2 separate regions of the Zea mays genome follow, and region 1 is linked to region 2. Evidence: chromatin contacts called from public Hi-C data. All regions are on one chromosome and are shown on one strand. The core of a region is the stretch at or near the end of the contact, and the rest is flanking DNA. Distances in the headings are between cores, read along the strand shown. Region 1 holds the start of LOC100193362 (acyl-CoA-binding protein). Region 2 holds the start of LOC100193038.

Region 1 (3,949 bases), core at 312-2,811, 180 kb after region 2:
CACCTTCGAGTACCCATGACATATTCAAGACCTTCGATGATGACCCCATGCTTCATCCCTATTTGTGATGACATTTTGACGTCCTCTAGGATTTTGTTCTTAGTGAGATTGAGAATGGCAGGTTTCATAGACGAGAATGGGATGCGGAGAGGAAGCGCTGCAATGGAGAGGACAAGGTCACGAACAACCATTTCCATTTTGAAAAATGTTCTCTCTTAAATTCTAGATTTCTAGTGAAAATGGTATCTTAATAGGGATCGTGTGCTACCGTCAAAGATCTTGTTTTCATAATGGTACTCAGCCAAAAATTCAAGTTAGCGGTGTGTTGAAGCCAATTACATGTCCCACGCGGAAATTTCTGTGTTTGTATTCATGTTGTTTGATAATTGAGATTGTCATGTTTTATATTCTGATTTTGTTATAAAAAAACACCTGCCTTTTTTTTCCAGTAGATCGAATAACGCTTAATTTGGTCGCAACCGTAGAATGGGGGACGCTGGCATGGAACTGGCATCTAGTTTGGTCTTTTTAGAGCATCATATATTTCACAGCCATTTATTAATTTGCCCACTTGGGCGGTTCCATCCGAGCGAGCATATCCTACTGCCACCAGCTTCGAAGCATCCTACTCCCATGCTGGTCCGCCTGCTATGCTCACCAGCATCTCATTCTCATCTTTTTGGGACCGGATGGCCATGGCCCATGGACCATACATAGGTAAAAAAACACAGCTAACTGCTATTCGTGTTTGTCTTGAGTTGAAATGCTCGCCCAGATCCCTATTGAACTGATGAACTGTTGGGGTTTGGGTAGGAGTAGAAGCTTCTGGCTGCTCCTCTGTTCGTGATGAATGCTACGTTAGTTAAACAGTTTTCTCAGGTCCAGGATGGATCTTAGATCCATGGTAAAACTGCTCTGTGTTACTGTAAAAAAAAACTGCTCTATATTGAATTCCAGATCTATATTAATTTGTTTCCGGTAATAAATCTCTACCAAACATATACCTTCACTTTTCCAATTATGAGTATTGATTAGAGGTCAGGTCCTATCTTTCATTGCCTCCATGTACAAGCAGTTTACTGTGGAACTGATGCACACTACTGTCACAGTGTCACTGAATCAGCGATGCTTCCTCATTCTCTCATAGACCTTTTCTGGTGCATCCGTGAATGAAGCTAAGGACCCTCTAAAACGTATCCAGAATTTTTTTAAAATCAATTGATTTTCATAGTAGTAAACTCAAGAAATAGAGAAAACTTTCATATTCCAAAGGCACCTTAGGTCTACAACAGCTATCATATTTCACCACTTATCTCATTTCTTATTTCGAATTTTATTTTATAAACAGTGTAATCTACAATGCAAAATTTCTATTTTACACGATCTACTACGGTAACCTGTAACACTAATAATTTTGTCCTTTTCCTAACTTATCATTACTGACATTGTCTTTTTTTTAAAAAAAATCTACAATTATTCAAGGACCATCTTCAAAACTTTGCTCAACACAGGGGCTCCTGCATAATTAAATCTGGAAACAGGGGGTTTCTCACTGCATAATGACTCCAGTATCGCTCTATATAACAAGTGGATCCGATCTAGTCGCCAGTCGTCGTCGTTAAAACCGAGAAGAGACCAGGCCGAAGGAAAACAATCCTGAAACCAAGCCATGGGTCTGCAGGTACACGGCTCATCACTCTCTAAATCGCCATATTCTGCTACTCGCTTGTTGAAGATCGAACGTTTATTCATCTGATGGTCACCAAGACTGGTTCTTTGTTTCCATTTGGTTCTGAATCTCCAGTTCCGTTTCGATTCTTGCACTGTACCCCAACCCACAGTAGTGTCTATACGAGGTTCGTTTTTAGGTTCTCCAGAGAAACGATCTAGACTTCAAATCCGCTGCTGCGTGGTCTTATTTTCCATCTAGATTTGTATGCGTAGCCAAGATCTGGTGGATTCAGACTGTTGGCTCTTTGTACCCTTTATGTTCATGCTTAAGAGGGGATCCAATGCTTTTGCGCCGCCCTAACTCTCGAGCGGTTCATCATGCCTTTGGATGTAAGATGGAAAATTCCCCGTTTGTTTTAAGTATTTTGCGACTTATCGGTTTTCCATATAATTCTATAGAGAAATAGAGTGGCGAAGCGCGTGGGTCAAAGTCTGGATTGCTTAAAATGGTTTGCATGAAAGATTTACCTTGTGAAATAGTTTAGCATAGTATTGCAATCGTGGTCCCCTAGGAATATGAGCTGTATCTCTGTTGCAGGAGGAATTTGAGGAGCATGCTGAGAAGGCAAAGACCTTGCCTGAGAGCACGAGCAATGAGAACAAGCTGATCCTCTACGGGCTCTACAAGCAAGCCACGGTTGGAGATGTGAATACCGGTTAGTATGTAATCACGCAGCTAATTTTGTTCTCTTCTTTTCAGTTCCCTTTCTAAGTTTGGTGTGTGGATGAAGCTCTTGGTTTGCAGAAACCTAATTCAATTTAAGTGTCATGGCTCAAAACTATTCCTAGCATGGATAGTGTTTAATAACTTTATGTGTCATAATACGAATTCCCTGAAAGGTTGACGATTTGCTTCCTCTGTATAAATTAAACAGCAGGGCCTGCTAGTTTGCTTTTGAAGTTTAACGATTTAATTTAGAAATCTGAACAGTGGTGAATATGTATTGTGAATCCGTGATAAAATATAAAATAGGGGGAAATCCTAAGAATATAAAATGCGGGCAAAATCCTAGTAAGCAAACAAGACGGTATTATAAAGAATAAGATGAACATATTTACTGTAATATCTTTTTATTTCTTCCCAAGTTTGGACAACAAATTTTGACCATGATTCTAGGGCTTGTTTATGTAGTACATAGCAACAGAAGTTCAGCAGTAATGGAACAGGGATGTATTAGATGTTGACCAACCTCTTGGGGTTCAACTAATACTGAATTGTAGATTTCTATGCTCTGTCCTGCAACATCTATTTACTGATGAAATTTGCTGCACCGAGATGCAGTTGAATGGTAAATTCAGGTTCATAGGGTTTGGCTGAGTAACTTAACATAGAGTTAAAAAAATGTAATGTTCATATCATTATATAGTTCAAAACACTCAAATGTGTTTTTTCTTCCATATGTCAGTTGTAACCAAGTCATGATTATGCTCTGTTTGCGTTGTACTAAATGAACCTCTAGTCTGTTCGACCAGTTGCCATTAACTCATGGGACCATGATAGTGTCTGTTGAAAAACTTATCTGCGCATCTTTTCTGTTTACAATAGTATATATTTTTTAACACAGCTGTGCTTACATGTTTGTTCGTTAATAAACTTTTGAAGATCGTCCGGGCATATTCTACCAAAAGGACAGGGCCAAGTGGGATGCCTGGAAGGCTGTTGAAGGTTCATACACTCATCTGATCGTTGTATTTTGGGCTGTTTAAATTTTTTTTACCACAATACTAGTGTTCTACATGGATGTATCTATTCCAATAGCATCACAAGGTATTACAGTACTTCTTGCTCAGACTCTTGAGATCTTGGCAGGCAAATCGAAGGATGAGGCGATGAATGACTACATCACCAAGGTGAAGCAGCTCCAGGAGGAGGCTGCCGCCTCTTAAAAGTCTCTTAATAGTGTTGCCAAACAGCTATTTGTCAGATGAGCTTTGTGCCATTTCCTCATTAGAAGTATATCATTCGATCCATTGGGGATCTGTGAACCATGTACCTGTTTATGTAACTTTTTTTTTTTTCGAAAGAGCGCAGGAGGACTGCGCACCCATATATTAAAGTAGAGGGAAAATAAAGGGCCATAATGATGATATCCATCTATCTATCTATGTAACTGGTTTATGTACCATGTACCTGTTTATGTAACTGGTTACCAGTGTTATCCATCTATCTATCTATCTGTGAAGACTTGAGTCTTCTAAATTATGATATCTGTCTGTG
Region 2 (4,000 bases), core at 134-2,633:
TCAAATCGATACCATTCACTTTTGCATGGAACGTGCAGATGATCTCTTGCTTCTATATAACAATCTGAAAAATTGGATTCTGACTTATGAATGATACTATGTTCATTGGGATTTGGGAATAATGAGGCTCTAGTCATTTATATGTGTCTTGAAGGCTGAAGGGCGATTAAACAACTAGAGTGCAAAAAAAAATGAGGAACGGAGTTAAGTAAATTAGCACACGAACTCCAGTATGAAAAGGGGCATCGACAAAAAGGACAGGACAGCCAAGATGTTGGTACAATGCCACAAAATGAAGAATTGTATTTTTGCCACTGTAAAGATTGTCTCTTCATTTATAATTAGCTCAGAGTCTCTGACTTGTGGGTCCATCTGAGTCTATTAAATGTGTCCCCTATTTTACACTGTCTACCGGAGACAGTCTACTGTCTACCGGAGACAGTCTTAGGCACCTGGAATGAGACCGTACATTACATTAGGTTAGAATATCCTTAGCTACTTAAATTAAGGCACAAATGAAGCGTTAACAAAGAGAAAATAATGGGACCAAGAATTTATAAATCATGGATATACTAGCGATGAAATATAATCCGTGCATAGCACAGAGAATTTATTGCGCCTAGCGCAATGAACTGAGGTTGACCATACTTACTATACTACTCCACTGAGTAGAGTAGAGTAGAAGGATTGATCACTCCGGTTGGGTTGGAAACCGTTGGGCTTGCCGCTTGCGGGTGGCAATGATGGGGCGGCGAAGATGCGTGGAACTAGAGCAGCTTCTTGTCACTTTCAAACTGGACCTGACTTGAATCCAGAGTAGGATTCGCATCGAAGTAGGAAGATGTGCACCTATTGGCTGAGAAGTATGTTGACGACGAAGCAGCGGTGGGGAATCAGACGGAACGGGTCCAGGGAGGCGCAGGCGGTACTGGTAGGAGACGGCCGGTTGGAAGTGGAATTGGGTCCCAGCGAGGAGATCGATGAGGGGAAAACGGCGTGGGTTTTGACGAAGCGGGTCGATCGGGGTTTGGGCTTAGCGCCGTAGGTGGAGAGGGAGCAGTGATCTGTAGCCCTGAGCCGTCACGCCATCGAGGAAGGAAGGCAGTCCTCCAAGCGTGAGAAGTGGCATGACGGAGCGGGCCAGCGGGGAACCCCAATGAATGACCCCATATCTGCAGAGCAGAATCAGAAGGGGGGGAAAACCAAGAGCGCTCACCATCTACCGCGCGGCGGCCCGCATGCTCCGAGTGGATCTCCTTTCCTCCGATGGCGCGAGCGAGAGCGCGAGTCCGTGTTCGTCCTCACCGGCCGCCCAAGAACTAGGAAGGCGGAGTCGTGGGTGAAGAAGAAGGAATATCCTAGTCCCACTGGTCAGAGTCCTCAGTGGAGAGGAGAGGAGATCTGGCAGTGGCATGGTTGGTATTCCTACATCCGTAGGTGATGGAGCAAGAGTAGCCCACACAAGGCTCCAGGCCTGCGGAACCAAAGAATTCGTCGCACGCTGGCCGCGTGGGAGCGTGCATGCTCTGCAACTGCCGCGGGCATCTCTGTCATTTTCTACCTCTCGTCTCTCGATCGAGGTAGTAAAACGTAGATAGGGCAAGCAATGCTCGTGTTGACGCTGTCATCTGCGGATACGCGGACGCTACGTGGTTTTAGACTGAACGGTTTATGACCTAGACGTTGGAGCGGCTCCTCATCCACGTCTGAGACTCGAACCGTCTACAATAGCGCAGAGAGTCGTATTTTTCGTAGCAGATTTAGATCTCGTCTTCCAGGAAACAGTAGTGGACCTAGGATTTTTATATAGGATGTACCATAATAAAAATTTTATCCCAAATTCTATCTAATGTATATAATTTTAGAGTAAATTTGGTAAATAGTTTGATATATAGATATAAAATAGTATACCTATATTGCATACTTGCAGTATATATTAATAATTACGCATTTACATTAAAAACTAGCAACTAGTGTTTACAAATCCGTGACATTAAAAAACTGTAAATTAAGGATTAAACATAAAAACTAGCAACTAGTGTTTACAAATTCGTGACATTAAAAAACTGAAAATTAAGGATTAAACATAGGGTTCATATTTTTTATAGTGATAGTCGACACAAATGGAGAGCACTAATACAGTGACATGAACGAACCTTAGCCCTCAGGCCAGACCAACTTGCCAAGGCGGCGACGACTGGCGGCCTGGCGCTACATCCAAGGGGCAGGGGCGCGACAGTCTTGACTCTCGGCGTCGACTATCACAAAGAGCAGGGCGTGAGACACGAGATATGTTGTTGTCGCTCGAACTCACATCACAATCGACGGCTGGCGGACAGATAGTTGAAGAACGAAGACAAACCATCGTGCCCGGTGCCCCTGCTCGCCTGCTCACACCAGAAGACAAACAGACGTTTTGGCTGGGGTCTGGGTCGGCCTAGCTTAGGGTGTGCCATGGCCCACCTGGACCCCCTCGTGGGTTCGCCCCTGCCGGGAGGGACCCTATCGTGGAGAAAAGATCCTAGAGTGTGTCTTGGCGTCGACATACCACCTAAGATGCCTCTAGTCGACTTAGAGCTGAAGAGAGGTGAAAATTCGAGGTAGAGGAAGGCTAAACTAAGAACTACTCCTAATGCATAAGTTAAAACGATAAGTAGAGTTGATTGAATCGATTGTGGAGGCCTGAATCGGTCGTACCCCTTCATCTATGTAAAGGGTGGAGGTCTGAATCCGTTATAACTCGGTTCTCAGGTTAATCCCGCTAGTCCATGTCACTTTCTAGGCATCTCTGTCATTTTCTACCTCTCGTCTCTCAATCGGGGTAAAACGTAGATAGGCAAAGAAATGTTGGTGTTGGCGGTGTCCTCTTACAAAGACGGTATGTAGTTTTAGACCGGACCGTCTGTGACCTAGACATAGGAGCGGCTCCTCCTCTGCACACGTCCGAACGGTTAATGTCTGAGTCTCGGACCGTCCACGATAGTCAGCGCAAAGGGTCATCTTCTTCGCAGCAGATCTAGATCTCGTCTTCCGGAAGGCAGTGGCGGCCCTAGCTAGGATTTTTATATAGGGTGTGCCACAATAAAAAATTTATCCCAAATTCTATCTAATGTATATAATTTGGAATAAATTTGGTAAACAGTTCGATATATAGATATAAAATAGTATATCTACACTGCAGACTTGTAGTATATATTAATAATTACGTATTTACATTAAAACTAGCAACTAGTGTTTACAAATCCATGACAATAAAAAACTAAAAATTAAGGATTAAACATAGGGTTCATATTTTTTATAGTGATAGCCAACACAAATGGAGAGCAATGATACAGTGGCATGAACGAACCTTAGCCCTCAGGCTAGACCAACTTGCCAAGGCAGCGGCGACTGGCGGCCTGGCGCTACAGCCAAGGGGCAGGGGTGCGGTAGTCTCGACTCTCGGCGTCGGCGATCACAAGGAGCAGGGCGTGAGACACGGGATATGTCGTTGTCGCTCGAACTCACATCACAGTCGACGGTTGGCGGACAGATAGTTGAAGAACGAAGACGAACCATCGTGCCTCGTGCCCCTGCTCGCCTGCTCACACCAGAAGACAAACATACGTCTGGGCTGAGGTCTGGGTGGGCCTAGCTTAGGGTGTGCAAATGGCCCACCTGGACCCCTCGTGGGTCCGCCCCTGCCGAGAGGGACCTCATCGTGGAGAAAAGATCCTAGAGTGTGTCTTGGTGTCGACATACCACCTAGGATGCCTCTAATCGACTTAGAGCCGAAGAGAGGTGAAAATTCGAGGTAGAGGAAGGCTAAACTAGGACTACTCCAAATGCACAAGGTAAAAACGATAAGTAGAGTTGATTGGATCGATTGTGGGGGCCTCAATCGGTCGTACCCCTTCATCTATGTAAAGGGTGGAGGTCTGAACCAGTTACAAATCGGTTCTCAGGTTAATCCCGCAAGTTTTGCTAACAAATCCCGCTAGAAACCCTAAAACCCTAATTG

The links. Hi-C and Micro-C count contacts between places; a contact is called where the count stands out from the background.
Region 1: a Hi-C map of leaf shows a contact between it and region 2, with 9 times the contacts expected there. The contact joins the promoter of LOC100193362 here to the promoter of LOC100193038 in region 2. A contact is called at or near these places in 10 of 25 Hi-C or Micro-C datasets (bundle sheath, ear, endosperm and 3 more) and 1 of 3 datasets of contacts at active chromatin or transcription factors (leaf).

Annotation. Positions count from the first base shown.
Region 1 is chr10:77,637,910-77,641,858 of Zm-B73-REFERENCE-NAM-5.0, forward strand. It overlaps LOC100193362 (acyl-CoA-binding protein), which reads left to right and starts at 1,562. Exons shown (of 4, transcript NM_001309876.1): 1 at 1,562-1,681; 2 at 2,270-2,387; 3 at 3,335-3,397; 4 at 3,542-3,940. The coding sequence starts at 1,670. The coding sequence ends at 3,618.
Region 2 is chr10:77,462,032-77,466,031 of Zm-B73-REFERENCE-NAM-5.0, forward strand. It overlaps LOC100193038, which reads right to left and starts at 1,384. Exons shown (of 2, transcript NM_001358595.1): 1 at 1,217-1,384. The coding sequence starts at 1,219.